Linked DNA regions of Mus musculus: region 2 is linked to region 1. A link is a contact called in public Micro-C data. All regions are on one chromosome and are shown on one strand. The core of a region is the stretch at or near the end of the contact, and the rest is flanking DNA. Distances in the headings are between cores, read along the strand shown.

Region 1 (7,229 bases), core at 2,590-5,089:
GCCAACACCCTGAGGAGTTAGTTGGTACTGAGGCTCCATGGGTAAATAACTCCTCTCTCCCAGAGCTCGGATTAGAAATGATCTGCATTCAAGTGATCAGAAAGCTTTAGAAAGAAAAAGAAGGGAAGGGGGTGGGGAGGGCAGAGATGCTAGTTCTGGTTGCTGGGAGAGATGGCCCAAGTTGGGCACCTCTGGTCACAGCCAAGATCCTTGACTCGTTTGTGCCCTTTCATGGGAAGCAGGCAAGGTGCTGGATGATGACCCACTTAGATAGTGCAGGAGAGGTTAGGTTAGGCAGTCCTGGCTGAGCAGCGGGGATGTACCACCTTACCAAGAGCCAGACGGGAATCAGGAAGAAGCTGTGCAGGTAACCTGAGCCATCTCCCCAAGTCCCATCGAATGCCACCTCCTCCCTGCCTCCTCCTAGCCCACTCTGCCAGGTTCCTGAGCAAGGAGCTTCTCTGCCCAGCCCTTTTGTGTGGTTTGGCTGGAGCCCAAGGACAAGAGTCGCCTGCAGCCTCCCTCCCTGCTGCTGAGCAGGCAGGTGCAGGAGGAGCTGGGAGGGCAGCATCTTGCCCAACAAGCCTTTGGCGGCTGGCCAACCGGAGTCCTTCTCTGAAGTTGGCTGAATGAGAGATGAGGGCTTTGAACAAAGCAGAGACCATAGTGATTCAACTCAAGAAGACTGAGCCCAGTCCATGCTTCTTATTGAGGCAGGAGAGGACCAGGGTAAGAGAGTTCCCTAGGTCAAAGTCACCCTTACTGGGACAATAAGCCACATGTGTCTGAGACACTGCTAGGATTTTACAGATATTATTTTATTTAATCCTAGGGAAACCCACTACATTATAATCTGCATTTTACACAGAGGGGACTCTAGAGAGGTAACGCATCCGGCAAGCAATAGGAAGCACAATTGGACACTTTGCAGGAATATAGTATCGTTCCTGCACCCAGGATCCTTCAGCAAAGAATGGGGGTTCCCAGTGCCGTCTCCCACTCTAAACATTGCCTGCAGTGCTGGGAGGGCAGCTGGAGCTAGCCGATGGGATGACAAAGCACTCAGAGGCAAGCCCGGGCTCATCTCAAAATTAACTTCCAGACCAAGACTCAGCACTTGGTCATCCAAAGCTTATGGTGGACAAGTCTGGAGGTTTTGCTGCAGGTCTGCCATTGCCCAGCCAGAAGACAAGTCACTTCCCCTCTCTGGGCCTCAGTTCCCTCATCTGCCAATGAAGGAAGCAGCTTGTCTCCGTCGTTTCTCAATCTTCTGTAGCCCACTGAGCAATTGGAAATGTAAAAGGAACAGAAGCAATGTGACCCCACAGAACTACCCACATGGGTGCCCTTCTGGCCCCCTTAGTGGTGACTGAGTCATCCATGCAGATCAGACCAATGGCTTCGGTGAGACCCGGGCATGTGTTTTTCTCTTTAGGGGTTGGTCAGGGGAGCTAGGAGACTCACAGGAGGAAATGTCATTTCGATACCAGGAATGTGTCTGAGATCCAGAGCAAATATTTGTTTTTCCTCTGATGCCCTCCTGGAGCAGCCATTAGTCCGTGTGTCCCCCCCCCCCCCCACACACACACCTGTCCCTCCCTTCAGATAATCCCATGGGACCCTGCTTAACTATCTCTATAAGGAGAATGGGAAGCAAGCTGCAAATGTGGTGAGAAATTCCTGGCAGCAGGAGGCTTTCCTGGGAACCACCAACAGCCCCAGCTCCTCAGGGCAAGGCCTAAGCAGCGCCATGTCCTTCTCCCCCACTGAAGTATCAGAAGTATAGGTCTCTTTAGGGAAAGCAGTTAAGATGTAGGGGTGGGTGGGTGGAGATGAGGGCACTGCTCCAGGATTGAGAAATCATTAGCACAGCGGAGAGCTGCTTTCCAAGAAAGGGGGGGGGGGGGGCTAAGCAAACTCTTAACAGCAATCCTGGGTGGTCCTGCTGGGGAGTTTCAGAGCAGGATCTCCACATTTGCTGATCTTGGCTCCTTGCATGCAGCAAGACATGGGAACCTGAGAGCTCCTTTTGATTTTCTCTGTTCTGATGCAAGAGTCATTGATTTACTTCACTTCAAAATCAAATGTGATCTCTCTCTGTCTCTCTCTCTCTGTCTTTCTCTGTCTCTCTTTCTCTGTGTGTGTGTCAATCAAGAGCTGATGTGAACTCTGAACTTTGATCTCAGTTTCTCAGACACTCTAGCTCCCTCAATCCACTCTTCCTACAACAAGCGACATAGCACACAAGCCACTATTAGCCACTATTTCCTAGCTAAGCCCCCAGACAAAGCCTGGGCCCTGAAGTCTCAAGGCTTAAGCCTCTGAGGCCCTGGCACTTTATAGAAAGAGAAAGAAAAGAAAGCCCGGAAGTACACGATTGCCCAATAACTGTAACCTGGCAGCGGGCAACTGGGGACTGTGCCAGGCCTTAGCAGGAAAAACATACTTGCTCCTATTGATGGGGTTATAATCCACTCCTTTCTCCAACATCCACTCTCCTTCACCAATGAAATGACTTCTTGAATTTCAAACCAGCTACTGGCTGCAAAAGCAAACAATTAGGGGAGGGGACCATTCCCATAGTCAATAGGGCAAATGATGGCTGTACATACACACCCCCTTACAAACAGCATCCACTGGACCTGCCAAATGTTCTCCCTAAACCACCTGCTCTGAGCCTTGCGAAAATGTGAATTATAGACCTTTTATAAAATAGTTCCCTTGGTGGAAAATGAGAGACTGCACATTTTAAACAAGTAGCCAGCTAATACTCAGGCCCACTGAACTAGAGTGGAAGAAACATTGTTGTGTAACTTTTGGTAAATTTGCTGTCCTTCCAAGGGGAGGTTTCCAGATAGGAGTATTCATTCTCAACACAGGATCTGTGATCAGGGCTCAAGTGCATTCACATTTATATCTTATTTTTTCCAAGCAGCTTGTGAGACAGGCTGTGTTCTCTCTATTTTTGCAGAAGGGGAAACAGAAAACAGAGATGGAGGAACTTGCTCAGAGTTACGGATTATTATTACGATTACACATGCGTAAATCAAAAGGGCAAGTTCCCCAAAGGCCTCACATCCAAAGATGTGGCTGGAGTGCTGGGAGTGGACCTGACATTTGGGCCTGCTTTTACATTTCCCAGAATAAAAACCTATCCCAACCAAACTTAGCTTCATTTCGGCTGGAAAGGCCCCAAAGTGTCAAGTCAGAGTTAAAGATCTCCACACCTCATCCATCTACTAAGAACTGGTGCTTTCAACTTCCTCCTTCCATTCTACTCTGTTGACGTTTGTTCCCGTCAAAATTCAAGTTAAGCTCCGTCTTCTCAAACTACAGGCATCTAGTGAAGCTAAGGTTCAGGACAGATGAGCACTGTCCTGAAAACCACGGACAGACACATCTAAAATGCGCGCGCCTGGCAACGCAGCCGAGGACACCGCAAGGGACGCGCTGTGAGCTCCCGAGAGCCGGGAGCCGCGAGGGACACTCACCAGACGCCCCGAGCTCTCTCGTGCCTTCTTCACCTTCCCGTAGGTGCCCTTGCCCAGCGTCTCCAGGAACTCGTAGCGGTGCCGCAGGTTGTGTTTGTGATGGTGCCGCTTCACCGCCTGCTTCTTCATCAGAGGTTTAGGCGACTTGATGAGCCCGTCCGCCAGCGGCCGGGCGCTCTCCGAGGCCAGGGCGGAGGCCGAGGGAGCCTGGCTCGGGCGCTGGAGTAAGGCCACCGACTCCATGGTGCGGGGACCGCGAGGTGGAGTGGGTCGGGCAGCAGTAGCAGCGCGCGCTGAGCCGCGGGCTCAGAGGTCACAGCCGCACCCGAGCACGCTAGAAAGCCCCGCGTTCCGAATTGCTATAAAACGTTTCGAGGGGGAATGTCCTGACCACGCCCCTGCGTCCCATTGGCCGACTTGCCGGCGGCTCGTGACCAAAACCTCTCGCATTGGTTCACCCTCTCCTGCCCCGTTCCTCCCCTTGGCTAGGCGCGGAAAGGTGTGAATGGGGCCCCGCCCACTTGGACCCGAGGCCCAGGAATGCGAGAATGGAGGCAGAGCCGAATTAATACCGAAGTGCCAGTCTTTAGGATTGAAGGCTCTCTGAATTGCTTTAGTCTCTGAATGACGCCAACCTTGTGCTATTGTGCTGTGTTCTCGGTTGGCAAGGGACAATCTAAGGGCACTAGAAAGTCCCGAAGTATTTCTCCACATGCAGTAAATTGTTTCTTCCAAGCTCAAAATCTGAAAAGCCTTTTGATAACTTCTTGAGGTCCATAAAGGAGAAAGTGAATAGGGAGATGGAATGGGTTGGAGACTGACGCCAGCTAAGCACTGGTAGAGAGCTGTCCTGACTCCATGTTCACTCTGCTTGGATTCCACCAACCTTAATTGGATTCTGGAATCCAACAGGCCTGGGAAATCCTTACTTTGTAGGGTTGCGTGGATTCCCTCAAGATGTGGTGGCCTTGTGGATCTCCATAAATTGTGAAAAAAGCACATCACATTCCAAGGACTTACATCCACGAGCTCCTAAATCTGTAAGGAGTGTCTTGGTCCCAGGGTTTCCTCCCAGTGGATTTTTTTTTTTTTTCAAAAGAGCAGGAGGTTGGGCATAAGATTTGGCTGCATTTAAGGGGCCTGGAAGGCTATGTCCAGACCCCCCTTTCCGATGTAGAAAGTGAGTTTACTTCTGCCACACAGCTGGCAAGAAAGCCTGGAATTCAGATACTGGCCTATAGGGAAAGAGTACAGGACAAGAGGACTTCCCTAATTCTAGCTATTCCGGGCAGGCATCCCTCCCTCATCTGCAGGACCTCATCTCTAGCTGTATCTTTAGGACTTGGCAGAGGATCAAAGAGGACTACGTCCTCAATTATCAAATTAAAAAAAAAACTACTCTCTGCCCATTTTCCTACTTCTGTTTGCCCTTTGAATCTTTTCAGAGGGAATAACTGGTATCTCCTTGTCTTGGAGCTCTCTGTAGCCAGAGACCATCCACCGGGAATCAGCCTTCTCTAAGTTCGGACGGTCCATGGAAACTGTATAGCTAGTTTAGTGCCCTATCTTCTGCCAGCTTGCCTCTCCACTCTGAGTAGTCTGTGAAAATAGAAAAGGCTCAACCAGTCTGCTCTCTGTGCGCCCTGTCTGTCAGTTCCTGGGGTCTGTCCAGGCAGAGTAGGACAATGAAAAGCATGTGTCAGAGGAGCAGGCTCAGGGATGGGAGACCTGGGTTCTAGACCTGACTGACATGAAAAGAGGAGGGAGCCCCTAGCCAAGATGAGAGGAGGATAGTTTGGGGTTGCTTTCTAAAGATAGGGCTTTTAAAGCTTACTAGAAGACCCATGTCTGTTAGCTAGCTGTATCAACATTTCCTCATAAGATGAAGACTTTTTTTCAGAGGAGCCCAAGGTTTCCTTTAAGACTCAATCTAGACATTTATCACTATTCCTAAACACCCCCAATACCCAGGGCACTGCTGAACAGATAAAGGTGCACAGTGGATTCATACAGACCAGATGGATGGATGGACACAGGAGGCAAACAAACAGACCTGCAGGCAGAGGAGTGAGCCATCAGAACCATGGAGAGAACTGAGAGATGGCTCAGCAGGTAAGGGCACTGACTGATCTTCCAAAGGACCAGGATTTCATCCCCGGCACCCACAAGATGACCCACAAAGAGCCATAACTCCAGTACCAGGGGTTCTGGCCCCCTCTTCTGATCTCCAACGACATCAAGCATGTATCTTCTGCACAGAAATGCATACTGGCATAAGGCTGTACATATGAAATAAATTAACAACAATTGTTTACAGAACTACTGATTAGAACAACCAAGTGCCAGAACTAACTTTCATTCTGTGTAGGGAGGACCTGGGATGTGGCTCAGTGACTTAAAGATTGGGCTTAGCTCTTTGGAGGATTTGTTAGGACGTTTAAGCTGAGCTGAGTCACCCTCATTCAGTTTGTCTGCCTCACGCTCTAGTCTTAGGAGGAAGCACTTCTTCTAACCCTTGCACCCAGTCACCAACTACTTAGCCCAATGATTCTCAACCTTCCTAATCCCTTGACCCTTTAATGCAATTCCTTGTATTGTCGTGACCTCCCAACCATAAAATTATCTTTGTTGCTACTTCATAACTGCAATTTTGCTACTGTTATGAATTGTAATGTAAATATCTGATACGGGGGCTCTCTGATATGTGACTTCTGAGAAAAGGCCCTGCAATTCTAAAGAGGTCATGACCCACAGGTTGGGAACCAAGGATTTAAAGACTCTTGTGGAAAATGAGCCTTCTGTGCAGTCACCGGGAATAAGTATCCATTCCTGAACTCCTGAACTCCATAGTCTGAATGTGCTGTGACAAGTATTATGTGCAGTGGGGGAAATGGGATGGGAATGGGTAAGGCAGGTATCAGGCACATCTAAGGGGGATGACTACTAATTAGTTCCCCACTCTCGAGAATTTTTCTGCCTAACAAGAGAAATAAGATAAATAAAGAAGATAAAAACAAAATAAGCTTCCTCTATAATCTAGGACAGAAAGTGGGAGACCTCTCAAAGTGGTGTGAAGTACAGGTATATGGCAGAAAAGTTGGATCTTATCTGGTTCAGGAGTTCAGGGGTCAGGGGGTGCTCAGAGGAAGCCACTTGGGTTTTGAAGTGGTGGGTGAGACATAGATTAGTCTTAGGCATGACATGGAGAGGCAGGGAGAAAGAACAGAGAGAGCTAATGCATTTGTTTTCTGTGTATCCGAGAACCATAAGGGGTCTCTAGGACACAAGAGTATCTACTCCCCAGGACTATTGGGGCAGATCTCATTTTTTCCTCTGGGAGAAGAGCAGATGCAGGACCCAGCTCACCACCCACCTCCAGCCAGAGACCTGGGTCATTAAATTGCCTTTTCCCAGAACTCAGATGAGTTATGGCCCTCGGTCAGCTCTTAGCCCCACTCTGTGGTGGACAGTAAGGCCTGGATATGTGGACCTTTGCCCTCTTAGGGGCTGATGGAATTGTGTGAACAGGAACCAGCCAGTTAGAACTGGTTCTCCAAACCAAGGAGGTATGACTCCAAGGAGCTGGCTTAAAACCCTGTAGTCTAGGAAATTGAGGGCTCAAAGCTGCTCTCTTCTGGCCTAATTGAGTATAACAGGGCTTGTGTCATGGCTGAAACTGACTACAATGTCTATCTACTGTTTGTTGCGCTGACCTAAGTTCTAAGCATCCTAGGCATA
Region 2 (7,229 bases), core at 1,317-3,816, 560 kb before region 1:
TTCAGCTCTGCCTACGAGGTTTGTCTATTACTTGTAACCTCCACACTTAAGACAGTCACATAGTAGGTGTTTAGTAAGTAGTTGATGGACAAATAAGTTTTACAAAAGCAAGGAGTTTCCTCCTTCCCTTCAAATAAAAGAAACAAGGGGGTAGAGAGGAGGAGGGGGAGGAGCAAGTGAGTGAATGGTAGGGCAAAGGGAAACAAGGAAATTCAGGTGCCAGACCTGTCAGCCTGGTCCTCTCTGCAAAGGGGATGTGCCAGGGACAGTGGTACCTGTGCACCCACTGTCAAGAGGCTGTCAAGAGGCTGTCAAGAGGCGAAGAAGCCATTGTGTGCCTGGCTTGTGGTTTAAGCTGCATTTTACAGAAAGATAAAGGTGGAGGTAGAAACCTGGAGGAGAGGAAGGAAGGTAAACTTGGAGGATGGTCGGGAGAGGATGAGCAGTGTAGTGTGAGAGCAAAGGGAGAGGGAGAGGTGCTTCAGGAGGAGGGAAAAGGAAAGGAGGGACGGGGCAGATGTGGGCAGTTAGGAAGTATTCTGCTGGCCTAGCTTAGCTCAATGAGGCCCCAATCTCTCAGTTCTTATTGCCATTCCATGTCTCCGGCAGGGTAAGCTCTGGCAGGAGATCTGGTTTGGGGGGTGCTTCTAGGTGCCAGACTCTGGGAATGGTTAAAATCCCTGAGGTGCCAGAGAGTTTTTCAACTCGACCCTTTCCAAATAACATTCTGCCCTAGGCCCCAGGCCCCCTAAACAGGCAGCAGGCAACATCTGAGGCAGTCCAGGGATGGAAGAAGGCCAGAGAGGCACAGACCCCGAGCTGTGCTTCTCCCTTCCGCTTCTTCACAACGTCTCCTGGCCAGGAAAGTGGGTCAAGCCACCACAAGGTAGGCAGAAGACCCATTGGCCAGGGAGCCTTCGCATTGTGCACACAGCCCTGGTCCTCCCTGCTCTTTGGAGGACTGTTCAAGGAGCCCAGCGGCCACTGACAGGAGGTTGCTCGCTTCTCCCTCAGAAAGAGAATACTGTCCAGAGTGATGGCGAGGCTCATGAAGCCTGTCAATCATTCTGGATAAGTAAGGACGGGTAGATATTTGCTCCTGGGTCCCCTAGATAATGGTGAAGACGCTGGCAAAAGGCCACTCCTGTTGTCCTGACCTGGCTGCTCTCTCCAGTGCCCTCCTGCCTCCTGGGGTCTTCAAGCAGACGGCAGCCAGTCCATCTCTGGCAACCAGCGGCAGCCAGCGCTGTGCCCAGCCCACCCTCCTCCAAGCCCTGCCAGTCGCCCAATTAGAAGCTGCGTTGGCTTCAACAGATGGGAGCTGCGGCAGCCTGAGGAACAGAGCACAAAGCCCAGCTGACATTTTCCTTCCTGTTCATTTGGTGGGGGAGGAAGGGCAGGGGCAGCCGGGAGCATTGCAACACCCTGCTAGGGCCCACCCCCGGGGTCCAGTTCTCTCCTTCAGCGGCTCAGTTCAGCTGCCTCACCCCGCCGCTCGAGGATCTTGGCTGGCTGGGCAGTCTGCGCCCGCACAACCCTGTCATGCCAGCAGGACAGACGGCCCACCTGTGGCTGGCCAGCCCAGCCTGTCCCTGGCATGATGCGGTGGCCTCAGAGCTGCTTTAAACCGCACAGCGCCCAGGCTTAGCCCGGCCGACCCCTCCCCCACCCAAAAGTCCCATCTTAGACTGCAGTCAGACCCTAGTCTCCCGCCCGGGAGGAGCCTGACTCTCGGTGCCAGATACTTTGTACAGACCCAACCAAGGCCACCCTGTCTTTTTTGCACGGCCACCACCCGAGCTCCCAGGAAGGGAAAGTCCCCTAGGCTCTAGTGCGCTTCCATCCTGCGAGTTCTCCTCTGTCACGCCCTCTCTAACCCCGGGGCCACCTCTTTGGCTCCTCTGCATCTCCAGGGCTCCCCGCTACCCAGCAACAGTTTGAGGGGTTGGGGCCTCTCCCAGTTGGTTCAGGCCCCGACCCTCTCCCCCGCAGCTCCGGTCCAGCCAGCGCAGCGGCCACCTCCTTTGCATTCTCTAGCTCTCCTTCCTTCGCCCCTCCCGGCCTTCTCCCCAAATCACCAGCTCTCCTGCAGGCATCTCGGCGACCGCCGCGGTCGCGGCCGCGCTCCCCTCCCCCATCGGGTCATCAAAGCCCGGGCCGCGGGGACAGGATCTCGGCGACCCTCAAGGCCAAGCCAGCGTCCTCGGAGTCCACAGTCCCGGCCGCCAGGGAGCCGCACACTCACCGCGCGGGCGCTGTCCTATGTCCGTCACTCGCCTCCCGGCTGGGATCGCTGCTCCACGGCGCGCTGCTACCCAGGCCCGGGAGGCTCGCCGGGCGCCTTCCCCAACCTACACTTGTCCTGGGAGTGGTCTCAACGCTGAGCCTGCGAGGGCGTCAGCAGAATGACAGTGTCCCCAATCCTGCGCGCCGCGGCTGGAGGTTGGCGGCCAGGGCCGGCGCTCCCGGAGCGCCGCGCGTCTGCGGAGCACGGAGCAGGCCCGCGGCGCCCGGCGCCCCCGCCGCGCCTCCTCCCTCCTGGCTGCTCGCGCTCGTCCTCCTCACTAGCTGCTCCGCCGCGCTCCCAACCTCCCTAGCCCACTCCGGTCGCCTCCTCCCTGTCTGCTTGCCACGCCAACCCCCTCCAGTCCCGCTGCCATTTTAACTCCTGAGTGGCCAGAAGCCCCTTCTGCCTCACTTGCACACATCCCAGAGGAAGGAGTTGGGTGGGGCCCGATGCTGTAGTTTGAGCGGTCCTTCTGCATCAAGACCCAAGGCTTATGGAAGAGAGGGAGAAGGGCATAGCGCTTGGGGGTCAGGGGAGAAATAAGTGGCATTGCTGATGCTCCCTCCCACTCTCTTGCAAAAGCCAAGAGAACAGATGGGAAATTCAGCTTGTAGGACAGGTGTGGCTCATAGGCACCGCTTAAGGCTGTGACCACATTTTTGCACGGTACTACCCTCCCCAAGTTAACGGTGGACAGGACAAAAGCCGTGGGCGAGTTTGTCCATGGGCACTGGCGGCTCTTCTGTAGCCTTTTCAGTACTGCTTCCAGTCTCCTGGCACATGGTTAGTCTCAGAGGGATTAAGGGAGGCGCTGACAGGTCTACACAGGGACTTGGCCGCAGGGTTCTACACCTGCAGGCTGGTCATCGTGAAGCCATGAAACTAGGAGGTAAAGCAGGACCCAGAAAATGGGTGCTGGGCTACTGCTTGGTGGCTCAGAAAATTGGGGTCACCAGCACACATTGGGGCTTACTTGAAGAGTAGGTCTGCTGCAGTGAAGGCTTCAGGCCCAAGTCTTTGAGAGGCCTTCAGTGTGGCCCACTAAGAATAGGTACCAGAGCTAAGCTTCATAGCACGCCACACCCAATCAGAGCCTGGAAAGTCAAGATGAGAGAAGATGGGGCTCAAGGTGTAGGGACTTCTGCAAGTCGGGGCTTCTTTAGGGGGCCATTCTTCATGACTGGCTTTAGATTAGTGTCCCTGGCCAGACACAGGGCTTCTGGGTTCTGTTTATTCTAAGAATACAACCAGCAGTGACAGCCATGCCTACAGCCTTGTCGAGTGGACTTGGAAGTTCTGTGTTCTGTATAGACAGAGTTGGCCCCTTAATCCTTCCAGTAAGCACATACTAAATACCAGCAGAACTACTCGCTGGTCTCCACCCGCCACCCCTGCTGTGGGATATAATGGCCCTCGGGAGCCGAGAAGGACGGGGTGGAAGTACTTGAAACAAATTTTAGCATTTCAAGGCAATGGAAGGTGCCATAGAAACACAGATTGAAAACGCTGTTCTGGGCTCTGGTTATTCATGGGAGGTTTTATAGAGGAGCCGAGCTTCCAGCTGAGCCCAGCTGGACCGATAGGATTTAAACTGGCAGAGAAAATGGGGACTAGCAAGGCAGGAAAGTTGAGGCAAGCAAAATAGAATAGGTTGTCTGGAAGGTGGGGGCTGGGAGTGGGGGACCAGGCAGTGGAGGAGAGCTAGAGATGAACTAAGAGACACCAAGCCTTTTCACACAGCTCTGTATCAGGCTGACATACGTCCCCATTTAACAGCCCAGCAAATGGAGGCTGGGAGCGGATGGAATTCAGGTCGTCATCCTGGCAGCACTCTTGCACGGGTAGTATGACCTCAGTTATGCAGAGTGGGAGAGCCTGAGACCAAGATCTAGAAACTCATCTGTGGCCCTGTACAGAGTGATTTAGGATGAAGAAAGGCCAGAGGCTGGGAGGGTGGCTGCCGTAAAGACAGGAAATGAAGGAGCACTGAGAAAGAAGAGCCTTTGTAAGGGAGACTGGGTTGGGCCCAAGGGAGTAGAAGAATTCTGCATGGGAGCACCAAGCTTTTGAGTCTGATCTTGCTACTTGTCAAATCAGTGGAATGACGTTCCCAGCCTCAAGACCATCAACATATGCGGATGGATGTCCAAATAAGAGGAGATGTTTGCCAACTCCTTCCCCAGCTCCAGGTCTGAGCTGGCACTCACAACCCTCTGCCTCCTATTACCCACACCACCAAGTGTGTCTTAGCCCAACTGGAGCACAAACTCTGGTGGAAGGCTGTGCCTGACCCAGGCAGCACTGAGATGAAACCAAGATGTTACTGTGGATACCCAACAACTGGTTGCTTCTGTCACTGTTGCAGTTTTTGAGACAGGGTCTCTGTAGCCCAGGCTATCTGTGTGATCCTCCTGCCTCAGCCTTCTCAGTGCTGGCATCATGAGCATATGCCACCACATCTGGTAATAACTAATTAGTGAACAAGTAATACTAGCTAATGGCTGATCCTGGATTGGCAGACCCTGATGTATGGGAAAACCACATGAGCTATTAGGACAAAATTTCTTATAACGAAGTGGGAAAGAATTTATAGACTCGGGGAGATCTGGGCCTGAACCTTGCTGGACCACACACTGTGTAGCTTTGGGAAGGTTATTGAGTGTCTCTTCCTGGTGTAAAAATAGTAATGTTTAAGTTAATTCATAGAGATCTCTTAGTCAAGAGTAGCAATGGGCATTTGCTGACTGTGTCCTGTAGGGCAAGGGTAGTGATCTCACTTATGTGTCATCTAACTGAAAAGTCCCAACAGGCATAGAGATGCCGCAACCCCAGCTGTTTTAGAGGATGAGGCAGAAAGGCTATACACCTGGGTAACTTATCAAGACCTTGCTTCAAACCAAAAGTAAAAAAGGGATGTGTGTGGCTCAGAGGAACAGCTCTGGCCTGGTGTGCATAAGGCCTCAGGTTCAATCCTCAAGGCAATACAAAAGAAGAAAAATTCCCACCAAAGCCCAGGACTCTGGAAATAGAACAGCATCCTTATAATTAGAACATAGTAGAGCAGAGATCAGAACTCAAGGTCATTGCATAAAGAGTTCGAGCATGAAGAAGTGCCTGTTGCACTTCTTTTAGAAGGAAGGTAGCAATCCAGTCACAAGCATTCAAAACTGATCTGCGATGGAATAGGGACTCCGCACATCTGGGGTGAGCATGGTGTCTGGACACAGCATCTCTTTCAACTCCCTCCACGCTATCATCTTTCCCTTCATTTTTATTTCATTTGTATGGGGGTTTTGCCTACATGTATAGTGGTGTACCACATTTATGCAGTGCCCATAGAGATGACAAGAGGACATTGGATCCCCTGGAACTAGAGCTATAGTTGGTTGTGAATATGGGTGCCTGAAATTGAATGTAGGATGTCCTCTGGGAGAGCAGCCTGTGTGCTCTTAACCTCTGAGCTATCTCTCCAGCCCTAAATAAACTTTTTTTTTTTTTTTTTTTTTTTGAGACAGGGTCTTGTTCAAGTCTTTTAAGGGACACCTGGCCTGGCAGAACCTAAGTGAGTAGAGGGTTCAGATTTGGCCCCAAACTTTTGAGTCTGATCTTATGGGACACTGTGGTGTCAGTGGATCACAACCACCAACGTATGCAGACTGCTGTCAGACAGGGGTGGTCTGGAACACACTGCGTAGACCAGGCTTGCCTTGAACTTACAGAAGTCCCCCTACCGTTGCTGGTGTTACCATTCTCAGGCAGATGCCCTGGGAAGAGACAGGGACGCAGCGTACAGTCCTTTGGAAGTATGTAGGTAATTACTCAGAGGATTTAATGGCTCTGTTATTGACCTTTTGCCCTCCAATTTAATCTCGTGCTTAGTAAGTACAATGTCCTGCCAGGAAGCCTCAGACTCTAGAACATCAGAATGTCTCAAGAGAGGGATGTTAGGATTACGTACCCCTAGGGGAAAAAAAATCCTTGGTTCAGCTTCACTCTGCTATTTAGTGAAAGAATCGGGCTCCTGGACTGGTGCGTGTGCTGGCTGTGTGTAAGACCTAACATCCAACATGCAAGGAGTGTGCCTGGCAGATGGGGCGAGACAGAGGAGAGATGCTGGAATGTGGTAGCATATTCCTCCCTTTCAAGGCCCCTCTCCTTTGCTCAGCTCCCATCCCAGGAGGTGTAGGATGGAGCCTAAAGGGTCAGTGAGGATTTTTGTCCCTCCAGCGACTCAGCTATGGGGAGTGTGTCCATAGAGCCGTTGGCTTCAATGTGGAAGTCATGCAGAACGATTGGACGGACCTTGCTTTCAAATGTGCTGGCTGGAGTGTTCCCTTACCCAGGATCCCCAGTGTCTTAGTCACTGTTCTATTGCTGTGAAGAGACACCAACCTAGGTAACTCCAGTAAAAGAAAGCATTTAATTATGAGCTTGCCTACAGTTTCAGAGGCTTAGTCCATTATTATCCCGGCAGAGAGCATGGTCCAGGCAAGTGTGGTGCTGGAAAACTACTCCATCCTTATCTGCCAGCAGAGAGTCGGGGAGGAGGGGACTGGCATGGGCTTTAGAAGCTCAAAGCCTACCCCCAGTGACATTTTTCCTCCAAATAGGCTATACCTCCTAATCCTTCCAATCCTTTTGAAGAGTTCCCTGCTGATTAAGCATTCAAATATTTGAGACTAGGGGGAACATTCTTATTCAAACCACCACCTCAGTGCAGAATCTTGTCCTCTGGGCTACAGGAGACTAACAAGAGTCAGGCTGAGTAGCAACTCAGTCCTAGGCAAATGCATAGTGAAGCCTGGGGTTTCTCACCTGTGGAGAGCCAGGAGCATCAGCTTGTGGGATGGGAGTTGTAGAGTGGTCTTGGTGGGGAGAGAAAGCCAATTTAGAAACAGGAAATATTTTTATGTAGGCATTTCTGATAAACTGGATGAAGGGT

Evidence for each region. Hi-C and Micro-C count contacts between places; a contact is called where the count stands out from the background.
Region 2: a contact with region 1 is called in a Micro-C map of embryonic stem cells, with 2.8 times the contacts expected there. The contact joins the promoter of Lrrn2 here to the promoter of Nuak2 in region 1. A contact is called at or near these places in 1 of 39 promoter capture datasets (neural stem cells), 1 of 484 Hi-C or Micro-C datasets (embryonic stem cells) and 2 of 115 datasets of contacts at active chromatin or transcription factors (both in embryonic stem cells).

Annotation. Positions count from the first base shown.
Region 1 is chr1:132,312,735-132,319,963 of GRCm38.p6, reverse strand. Nuak2 (NUAK family, SNF1-like kinase, 2) reads right to left here and starts at 3,839. Exons shown (of 7, transcript NM_028778.4): 1 at 3,492-3,839. The coding sequence starts at 3,734.
Region 2 is chr1:132,875,692-132,882,920 of GRCm38.p6, reverse strand. Lrrn2 (leucine rich repeat protein 2, neuronal) reads right to left here and starts at 2,566. Exons shown (of 2, transcript NM_010732.4): 1 at 2,246-2,566.